Linked DNA regions of Mus musculus: region 2 is linked to region 1. A link is a contact called in public HiChIP or PLAC-seq data. All regions are on one chromosome and are shown on one strand. The core of a region is the stretch at or near the end of the contact, and the rest is flanking DNA. Distances in the headings are between cores, read along the strand shown. Region 1 overlaps Gm31005 (a long non-coding RNA gene). Region 2 overlaps Arhgap23 (Rho GTPase activating protein 23).

What was found. HiChIP or PLAC-seq counts read pairs in DNA pulled down with a chosen protein or histone mark.
Region 2: a contact with region 1 is called in a FOXA1 HiChIP or PLAC-seq map of pancreatic cancer cells. The contact joins two enhancer-like sites. A contact is called at or near these places in 2 of 39 promoter capture datasets (the C10 cell line and embryonic stem cells), 1 of 15 datasets of contacts at CTCF or cohesin (embryonic stem cells), 4 of 484 Hi-C or Micro-C datasets (all in embryonic stem cells), 7 of 115 datasets of contacts at active chromatin or transcription factors (embryonic stem cells and pancreatic cancer cells) and 2 of 9 other capture datasets (adipose tissue and liver).

The regions. Positions count from the first base shown.
Region 1 is chr11:97,299,032-97,304,257 of GRCm38.p6, forward strand. It overlaps Gm31005 (a long non-coding RNA gene), which reads right to left. Exons shown (of 4, transcript XR_389002.3): 3 at 3,438-3,504; 4 at 2,300-3,276. Among named protein-coding and RNA genes, the nearest start is that of Gm31005, 9.5 kb to the right of the region's middle. Within about 2 kb of position 3,325, at least 140 of the 459 cell types and tissues checked have an H3K27ac peak or open chromatin away from gene starts, as enhancers often do. A contact at or near this core is called in pancreatic cancer cells, where this site is marked.
Region 2 is chr11:97,474,062-97,479,254 of GRCm38.p6, forward strand. It overlaps Arhgap23 (Rho GTPase activating protein 23), which reads left to right. Exons shown (of 19, transcript NM_021493.2): 13 at 954-1,027; 14 at 1,263-1,352; 15 at 1,987-2,112. Among named protein-coding and RNA genes, the nearest start is that of 4933428G20Rik, 24 kb to the right of the region's middle. Within about 2 kb of position 3,505, at least 41 of the 459 cell types and tissues checked have an H3K27ac peak or open chromatin away from gene starts, as enhancers often do. A contact at or near this core is called in pancreatic cancer cells, where this site is marked.

The DNA.
Region 1 (5,226 bases), core at 2,075-4,574:
CCCTCCAACAACACCAACCCTCTGTTCTTTGGTGGTGGTGGTGATGGTGGGTTTTGTTTCTTTGTTTCAGAATAGGTTTCACATAGGCCAGGCTGCCCTTAAGTTCTAATTCACTACATAACCAGGCCTAGCCTTTAGTTCTTGATCCTCCTGCCCCCACTTGCCCAGTTGCTGGCCTTACCAATGTGTGCCCTCATATCCAGCCTTTCCTTTCCTTTCTCTCTTTAATCCACATTTGTTCACTAGCACATACATCAATACAACTGGTCTGTGTTTTCATGGTCTAGCTTGCTTTTTTCCCCCTCTTTTTTTGAGGCAGGGTGACTGTAGCTCAGGCTGGCCTCAAAATTTGTATCCACCTGCCTCAAGCTCCTGAATGCTGGATTTACAGGCATAGGCCACAATGCCTGGTCAATGGCCTAGCTTCAAATTCAGAGCAAAATGCTTCCGTGGACTATATTGAAAAAGGGCGGTAGTAGAGCAGTTAAGTTCTATGTTGGCCTTTCTCTGCCCTTGTCAACAGCTGGAATCTCTGTCCTAGTTAAGAAAGGCTGAAGTTATTCAAGAGGGTGCTCGGCATTGCTCACTTAAAAATGGCAGGTCAACCACAGGTATTTTACTGCAACAGAATATCTTAAAAAAAAACAATAAAAGTTTTAGAAGCTATTACTTACAGGAGTTAAACTATTTTTTTTTTTATTACTGGGTGGTGGTGATATACAGCATGCATTTAATTCCAGCACTTGAGAGGCAGACATAGTCGGATCTCTGTGAGTTTGAGGCCAGCCTGGTCTACATTCCAGGACAGCCAGGACTACATGGAGGAACCCTGTCTCAGTATATATAAATATGTATAATATTATACATTATATAATTATATATACATTTTTTCTCTTTTGATAAAGGGTCTCACTATGTAGCCCAGGCTAGCCTTTAGCTTTTACTGATCCTCCTGCCTCTCTGCCATCCCAGAGCTAGTATTACCAGTGTATGTCACCAAGCTTGGCTTTGTTTCCTTTCCTTTTCACAGTATCCTGGAGAGACACAAATCCATGTCACACAAATGAGTGACCTATGGCTATCTTGGGAATGTGTAAAGCTAGTTGAAGCATACCCAAATATAGAAATTGTATCACACAGTAATTTCAGCACCAGAGAGGTGGAAGCGGGAGAGTAAGACGTTCACTGCTGGGGCTGGTGAGATGGCTCAGGGGGTAAGAGCACTGACTGCTCTTCCAAAGGTCCTGAGTTCAGATCCCAGCAACTATATGGTGGCTCACAACCACCCACAATGAGATCTGATGTCCTCTTCTGGTGTGTCTGAAGACAGCTACAGTGTACCTACATATAACAATAAATAAATCTTTGAAAAAAGAAGAAGAAGAAGAAGAAGAAGAAGAAGAAGAAGAAGAAGAAGAAGAAGAAGAAGAAGAAGAAGAAGAAGAAGAAGAAGTTCACTGCCAGCCTCGGCTACTTAGTGAATTCAAGGCCAGACTAGGCTGCATTCAATCCATTTCAACAAACAGGGAAAAAAAAGTAAAGTTTGTTGTTGTTGTTGCTGCTGCTGTTGCTGCTGTTTTATTATGTTAGGAATTGGAGATATGACTTGGGGGTTAAGAGCATTGGCTTCTCCTCCAGGGGACCTATGTTCTAGTCTCAGCATCACATGCCAGCTTACATCCACATGGAACTGCAGTTGCAGTAGATCTTCTGGTCTCCCAGGCACAGCACATATACTGTGTACAGACATAGGTGCAAGCAAACCATTTGTTGTACACCAACAATTGCATTTTGTATATTTTTTTACAAATAAAATTTGTCGATAGGCATGCTAGCACACACCTTTAATCCCAGCACTTGGGAGGCAGAGACAGGCAGATCTCTGAGTTTGAGGCCGGCCTGGTCTACAGAGTGAGCTCCAGGACAGCCAAGATTACACAGAGAAACCCTGTCTTGAAAAAACCAAAATAAGGCCCGGCGTGGTGGCGCACGCCTTTAATCCCAGCACTTGGGAGGCAGAGGCAGACAGATTTCTGAGTTCGAGGCCAGCCTGGTCTACAAAGAGAGTTCCAGAGCAGCCAGGGCTACACAGAGAAACCCTGTCTTAGGAAAATAAAAAAACTGTGTCTTCTCTGTGGACTTGACCTCCTGTCCAGGGCTCTTAATTCTTCAGTGAGCTCTCTGGTTAACGTCAAGATTGTGGCTTTACTGATTCTCTGCTCTGTTGCTGTTGTTCTGATTGCTGCTGCTGCTGCTGCTGTCGCTATTGTTGTTGTTGTTGTTTTTCTTTTTCTTTTCCTTTTTTTTTTTTCAGCTGACTGCAAGAGGGTTTATTGTACACGAGCTACACTTAGCCACAAGAGAACAGAGCTAGTCCAGAGTGCCGGGGGTCCAGGGCAGAGGGCCAGCGGGACTGTTTTGGTTATAAGAAAGGAGGTCATTTCTCCAGGCGATCGTGGCGAGGTGACATTCCAGTTCTACTGAGACTCATTACCAATGGCAGCACACAGTCCGATAGCTTGTCCCGGCGTCCCGGCCCTCAGCATCCCTCACTTCTGCTCCTGCAGGCGTCGTGGCTGCACCGGCTGGCTAACTTGGACCACTGCCTTATCTTCTCTTGCGCTTCAGCCTGCACATTATCTTCTTCTGCCACTTCGCTCTTATGGCTCAGGAGTCTCAAGGAAGATGGCGCTAAAACCGAGAGCTGTTGTTGTTTTTCTTTCTCAAGACAGGGTTTGACCAAACTAGCCTCAAATTCAGAGATCTACCTGCTTCTGCCTCCCAAGTATTGAGATTAAATGGGTATACTGGGATTAAAGACCCATCACCATGAGGCCTGGCTTGGAGTCACTGCTCTTAGAAAATGAACTTCTCAGCTGAGCATGACAACGTCCATCTATAATCCCAGCTCTCAGGAGGCAGAGACAGGACAGAAAAAGTGTTGCTGGGAATGGAAGGCTAGCCTGGTCTACACATAAGTTCCAGGCCAGCCTGGGCTACATAGTGAAACCGTGTCTCAAAAGAAAAAAAGGAAAAGAGGAAAAAAAAAGAAAGAAAGAAACATGGATCCTTCTCTATCCAAAACAGAAGATGTCAAACAAGGAAAGTAATGCTCTCACTTTATCACATGAGCAAGAGAGGCAGAAAGCAAGGAATCAGCAGTAGTCTGTCCTAAGGAACGGTTCAGGTGATAGCCAGTTACCTAGAAGCAGGGCTATGGCTCTGTTCCCGAGTGATTTTTCCCACCAGTAGCTGTCATCACAGTTTCCAGAAAGGCTGCCAAGCAATAGCAGGAATTAGCATTTCACACAACCACTCCCACATACACTCAGAGGCCTTGGAACTTTTCCCAACTACTCTCTACTCTTTGCCCTCCCGCCTTCCCTTTCCTCCCCCCACGCCCCATTCCAGATAAACAGGCAAGGTGTTTGACTCACCTAAAGAAGAGGCCTTCAGCTGTGAAAGGCACCACCCTCTGTAGGAGCTCTTTAAGCTCAACTGTTTCTAAGAATCAAAAAAAAAAAAAAAAAACACCCAGGGATAAACATCTACCCTCCTTTCCCTTCTCCCCTGGCGGCCTCCCCTGCAAACAATACCCTAGCGATTTAGACACTCAGCACTCTCCTGCAGCGAGCAACCCAGAGCAACCCAGGCCTCAGTTTCATTTCAACAACGTGTGACTTGATTAAGTTGTATACCAACCCACAGCAAGGCCTGGCTGTTATTGGGTCTTAATGGATGTTTGAATAGCCTTGCCTCAATTGGCCTCTGGCATCTCCTGAATTTCACAGAGTGCCAGGATTGTAAGAGACTGCCTGACAGGCCAACTGCTTCCTGCCTTGGAAGATCTACCCAGAGACAAGAAGACAGAGGCTCCATGCTTCAGAGGGAAAGAGCTTCCCCGTACATCCAACCCACACATTCTCTGCCACAAGCTGAAGGAGTCCAAGCAGATCAGCTAGCAGGAAGGCTGAGACCAAGAGCTGGATTTTAGTACAGGGACCATTACAACAGTGACATTGGAAATTGGTGGGGACTCAAGTAAAACTAACCCAAGAGCAGAACATCTGTTAGAGTTAAGAATCAGCTTTATTTTCGGGAGGCAGAGGCAGGCAGATTTCTGAGTTCGAGGCCAGCCTGGTCTACAGAGTGAGTTCCAGGACAGCCAGGGCTACACAAAGAAACCCTGTCTCGAAAAAAAAAACAAAAAAGAAAAGAAAAGAAAGAAATGATCTCTAAGGCCACATAGCTGGCTCAGTACACACAGGAAGTCAATACACAATGCGAGTGCAGTGGCGTTCACGTCTGCAACCCTCACGTCTGTAATCCCAGCACTCACACTGAGAGGAGGACCCGGCGCAGAAGTGTCCAGAGTCTCCACATGTGAGCCATCACACACAGGGCATTTTCATATAGTTTCTTTCCAGATAGAGTCTTATGTAATAGCCTAGGCTAGCCTCCTGTCTCCATAACTCAAGTTCCAGGATTATAGACAGATATGCTCCACCACTGCCTGCTTTCATAATATTTTTTGAAAATACTTCTTTATTTAGCTAGGCATGGTGGTGTATGCCTTTAATCCCAGGGCTCAGGGGACAGAATCAGGTACATCTCTGTGAATCTAAGGCCTGGTCTACATAGCTATTCCTGGCCAGCCAGATCTACATGTTAAGGACCTGTCTCAAAAAAAGACAGTCCAACCTTAAAGTATGCAGCAGCAGGAATGAGGGATCCTGCCCCAGCGAGGTGAGAACCAGGAACCCCACAAGCTTTCCTCTGACCTCCACGTACTTGCTGTGAGGCCTGCACATGCGCAGGAATGGCACACTCTCCCACGGAGGCAGGCAACTCACGTACAGACCCACACACCAAATAAGCCAACAGATTCATTGATTAATGCAATTTTTTGGAAAGACTTAAAGGGAAGAATCTAGTCAAAGTTGAAAGCTGGAATCAAGACATCCAGACACAATAACCTAGACTACATTTTCAGGGATTGGTGAGGGAATGAACTTCAGAGATCAAAAGCCTCCCTCCGAATTGCTGGAGAGTCCAAATAGCTGAAGAGGGTCTTTTCACCAGGGAAGGCCTCAATGATACTTTTATATACAGTTGTTTGTGACTTAGCTTCAGAAGTATGTAATGTGGGTTGCTTTAATGGGTCAGCCCCAGATTGGCAGTATTAACATGTTAATATTAATTAATAGAAAAGGTGCAGAAATATGT
Region 2 (5,193 bases), core at 2,255-4,754, 180 kb after region 1:
CAGACTTGGCAGCAAGCCCCTTTAGACACAAAGCCAGCTCACAGGCCCTCGCCTTTGATATTTCCATATCTATATTAGACTCTTTCATACAGGTAAATTAACTTGTGTTGCATGAGGTAGAAATGGCTGCGCTCTCACTGGCCCCAGGAAACCCTGCACCCATCAACACGGCCTTTGCCCTGTACGACTCTCAGGCCTTCCCACTGCCCTGTGTGTACATCCTCAGAAGCCAGTGGCTGACATCCTGTGTCTTCAAATACTACCCTTCATTTTCTGAGTCAGGATCTCCCACTGAGTCCCCAGGGCATACCAGTTAGCTAGAGTAAATAGCCAGTGAGCTCCAGGGGTCCCTGTACTCGGGTGACAAGGTGTGCTGCCACAGCAAAGCTTTTTATGTGAAGCTGTGGCTCCAGATTCAGGTCCTCATGCTGGCAGGGCAAGCAGTTCACCCGCTGAGCCATCTCCCCATCCCTAAGCCATAATCTTGGCGCATCTGGATGAACTTGGTTTTATATCTTGGGGTGCTGGGGGGTAGTACCGAGGACCTGGCCATGGTAAGCTCCTGTTTGCTGAGGTTGCCCCTGCTAACCTGATGGAGGCTGCAGGCCCAAGGAGAGTAGGGAAAAGGGCTTACTACCCTCAGTATTAAGGTTCCCTGGGGACATCTTTAGGAACCTTGGGACTGGTGGGGCAGGTGAGGAGTCTGAAGGCTCCTCTTCTTTTTTCTGACCTACTGAACCTTGGGAAGGTCCTTAGTCTAGAGACAAAGGGAGGGGAGGTGGGGACCCTTTTCAGGGATCAGCAAAAAGCTCTGGTCTTCATCCCAAATGAACACCCCAGGCTGCGTCAATGTCTTCCCCTCCTGAATGGGATTCTCAGCTCCCAAGAGTGGGGAAGGGGGGGAGGGGGAGAGGGGCTGCCTCCCACCACTGAGGCTCTTTCCTGTGTTCTAGACAAATACAATGACTTCATCGAGGCCAATCGGATAGAAGATTCCAGGGAGAGGATGAAGACGCTGCGGAAGCTGGTGAGGAAAGGAGGCACCAGCGGGCGGGAGGGGTAGCTGGGTAGCTTTCTCACAGAGGCTTCAAAGGGCTCTTTCCATCAAAAGCCTCAGTTTCCCCACCTGTACGAAGGAAGGGCATTGCAAGGTGGATTTTAGCTCCGTACAGTTGGATGATGGGAGTCCCTTTAGGGGATGTGGAGCCGGGATTGGAGAGATTGTCACAACCTGATCCCGTTTCCTTCCTCCTGTCCCCTAGATCCGGGATCTCCCAGGACACTACTATGAAACACTTAAATTCCTTGTGGGCCATCTCAAGACCATTGCTGACCACTCAGAGAAGAACAAGGTGTGTGCTGCTCCCTGTGGAGTCTGGGAGCCTGGGCCGCACCGGGACTGGTGCTTCCTCCGCAGGATCGAGGCCCCGTGAGCCTCTCTCTTCCTAAAGGTTCCCTTTCTGGCAACCCTGGCCAGTAGAGCCACCAGCAGCTAGCCAGCGCTGTTCCCTCGTAGAGCAAGCTCCGGTGTCCTAAGGGACATGGGGAGGCCAAGAGCTCAGTCCTCCATGCAGGGTGGCATTTGTCCTCTGAGCCAGTTCCAGCCCCTGCACTCTGCATCTTCCTAGTCCATGTCTTTGTCTTTTGGTTCTACAGTGGAGAAAAAGAAGTAAATTATAGGGTTTCTCCTTGTTCTAAAATACCCTACAATCTCCAATATGTCTCCCATGCTAGAATCCCCACAGCTATTACTAACCTCGGGCCCCCCTTGATGGGTCTGTGAGGTGAGCATGATCAAGGCTGCCAGGCCTGGACATGAGAGACTTTGAACATCCAGCTTAAATTCTATTCAGCAAACCTCTTTGCCCATGTGAGATGTCTGACCCCACTCTAAGGACATGTCAGAGTTGGGGATGGTGGCCTCAGTGACCCAGAGAGGTCATGTTCAAAGCAATGATCCTGGGATTTTCCCCTCCTCCAACCCAGATGGAACCCCGGAACCTGGCTCTGGTCTTCGGGCCAACATTGGTAAGGACATCTGAAGACAACATGACAGACATGGTGACCCACATGCCGGACCGCTACAAGATCGTGGAGACGTTGATCCAGCATGTAAGTGCCCGTTGCATATTTTTATACCAGATGCCCAGGACCAGACTGTGCTCCTACCAGCCTGTGTGCCCCGGGATGCTTGCAAAAGCACCCGCTGCCAAAGAGGGCACTGCTAGGGCCTGCCTGGCTCACAGCAGTGACAGGCTGCCATCAACACCAACACGAGGAACAAGATTGGAAGAAGAGTCAGGGAGGAGATGCAGGGATAGGGCCATGTGGCTGGAGACGGATGCACAGGCTCCTCAGTAGGGCTGTTGTAGGGGAGGTGGCCTGCAGAACTGGGCACACAGTGTGACTTGGGTGTCAGAGGTCTGTCTGTTCCCCAACAGCCACAGGCCAGGTCAGGAAGCAAGGACCAAGGCCACACCCTCCATGATGCTCTGGTGCCAGCCACTGCTCACCTCCCTTCTGACTCCTAATGAGCCCTGCAAGATTCTTGCTTTTGTCTAGGAAGGATGAAGAAACCATAGTGACCAGCAGAGGGCGATAGAGGCCTCTATCTTCTGAAGCCCACTCAAAAGGCTTCTTCCTGGGCGCTGTTTCTCAACTTGTAGGTTGCCATTCACAGGGATTGCCTAAAACCATCAGAAAACACAGATATTTATGTTACAGCTCACAGCAATAAGGACATTACAGTTATGAAGTAGAACAAACTGTTATGGTCGGGGTCACCTCAGTGTGAGGGACTGTATTAATGGTCACAGCGCTGTGAAGCTTCAGGCTTAGAGGCTCAAGGGTGGGTTTTGTGAATCCCACTTACCTCTGTGACAGCCACACAGCGTGGACCCAGAGTGCCCTACACTGTAGCGAAGAAAAGCTGAGTCTTGTCACCACTTACAGAGGAGGGAAAATAGTGCTGAGGGAGGGGATCACCTGTGCAAGACCACACACCAAGAAATGGCATCTGCAGGAGTTTAGCCAGGTCTGTACACCCAGGGCTGACTTCCCAGCGGGCATCTGCCGGGCCAGGGGATGGAGGCTGTAGTAGGCTTGGGTCATGCTGACTCCGTGGCCTGATCATCCATTCTTTTCACCCCATGTCCGGGATCTGGCTGTATCACGGCCTGCTCTCTACCAGCATGGGGCGGGCCACTTGGATGCTAAGCCTGCTGGCCACACAGGCATCCCTGTGTGACCTGGGAGGGGTTTGGTCTCAAGCACCAGGATCCCTAGAGGTGTCCATGAGGTGAACCGTGGTTGAGAGGGAGGGAGGGAGGGCTTCTGGCTGTATGATTTTTGGAGAAGTTGCTGGAAGCATAAGGCCTGTGGTCAACACAGGAGTTTCTGGAACAGCAGCCTTTGGGAAGAAAGCAGGCCAGTAGCAAGTGGGCTTTCCTAGAGGCAGTGTCTGCCACTCAGTAGGGCAGGGGGCACGTCCGTCTAGATGCATAGCCTAGCGCGTGGGTGGTGAACACGGTGTTTGCTAAGCGGCTGAGTCAGCGGATGAGTGACCTGCTGAGGCCAGGCAGACTGGGCTTTCCTGCAGGGATTCAATTCTGACAAACAGCTGAGCTGGGAAATTTCCATTCTCAGCCTTCCAGGCCTGGGGACATCTTTAACTCTGAGCAGGCTCCTTGGGCCAGACCACCTAAGAGTCTGGAGATCTCTACAGGAGCAGCAGAGGCCAGGCAGAGGTGGCTTGTATAGACTGAAGTCAGTCCTGGTCAGACAGTGACCATTGGAATTAGCAGATAACATTAACTCCTGGGATTTTGGCCCAAATGGCTTCCCACAGAAGATCCTGTCACACAAGGAAGCATGCTGTCCCCAGGCTTCCAGGCCAGACTTCATGAGGTAGAGGGTGGGCAGTGTGAATGGGGCTGCTTCAGAGGAAAGAGGGGGAGACTCTGCTGCTTAGTGGAAGTCACCCCGCAGCCCTGCTGTGCTCCTCAGGTCAGCTAGCACCCAGAGCCCAGAGTGGAGGATTTAGTCATTTATTCGGCGCATGTGGGGCCCTGATACTTCTCAGCCTTGGCACTTTTTCTTTCCCATGTTAGGGATGGTGCCCAGGGCATTGGGTGTGCTATCCCAGTGTTCTTGCACCGAGACACAGTCCTGACAGCGCTCTTTGGTGTGTTGGAGGGTACTTGACACCGTTGCTGTCCTCTGGCCCTTGATACCAGACTGTCTCCTCAACTGTGACATTAGGAAATAGGTCTGTGCCAGGCAGGGAGAGCGAGTTCAAGGCCAGCCAGATGTCACTGAGTTTGAGGAGAGCCCCAGTGGTAGACTGAGACCCATGGCCGTTTTCTCCCCTTTCTCCACATTTTTTGGCCCTTTGTAGGGACACATTGTACGTTATAAGTTCCTCAGACTTTGAGAGTATGTTTGATGCAAGGAAGGACCACGCCCAGGCCTGGACGCATTGTGGGCGGAGCATGAGCACATGCTTTAGCAAATTTAGTTGTCTTTAGTTGGGTTTTTTATTCTCCTTTATATATATGGTATGTTTATTATTTATTTTGAAGGTCCCACTATTAAACCCTAGCCTAGAATTTTCTATGTAGACCAAGCTGACCCAAACTCATAGAGGCCTGCCTGCCTCTCCCTCTGAAGTTCTGTGTTAAGGCATGTGCTGCCGTGCCTGGCTGGTATCTATACTTTATATGTATAGTTATTTCCCACATTCCTTCTATCTGTCTTTTAAATTTTTTGAGCTAATATACAAAATCATGGATTTCATTATGGCATTTTCATAGGGTCACTGTTTAGCCAGCTTCCCCACTGTCCCTCTGTCCCCTTTGCACCCCCTTTATTTATTAGCAGTAGTGCATAGTCTGGGGGTACACATTTCAGGGGTGCTGGAGATCAGAGGACAGCTCAGGAGTTGGTTCTCCTCCTCTTACCGTGGGTCCTGGGGGTTGAACTCACACTGCCTGGCTTGCACAGTAAGTGCCTTTACCACTGGGTCATCGCGATGGTGCCCACACCCGTGCCCGTGTCCTGTCCTTCCTCCGTGAGCACCCCTTTTCCTCTGTGTCACGCTCTGTTACCCTCTCCCTTCTAAGCTCCCTGTCCATTACTGTTTCTTCCTCCCTGAACTTGGCCCCTTCCTATCTTCATGGATCTGAGAAAACAGGA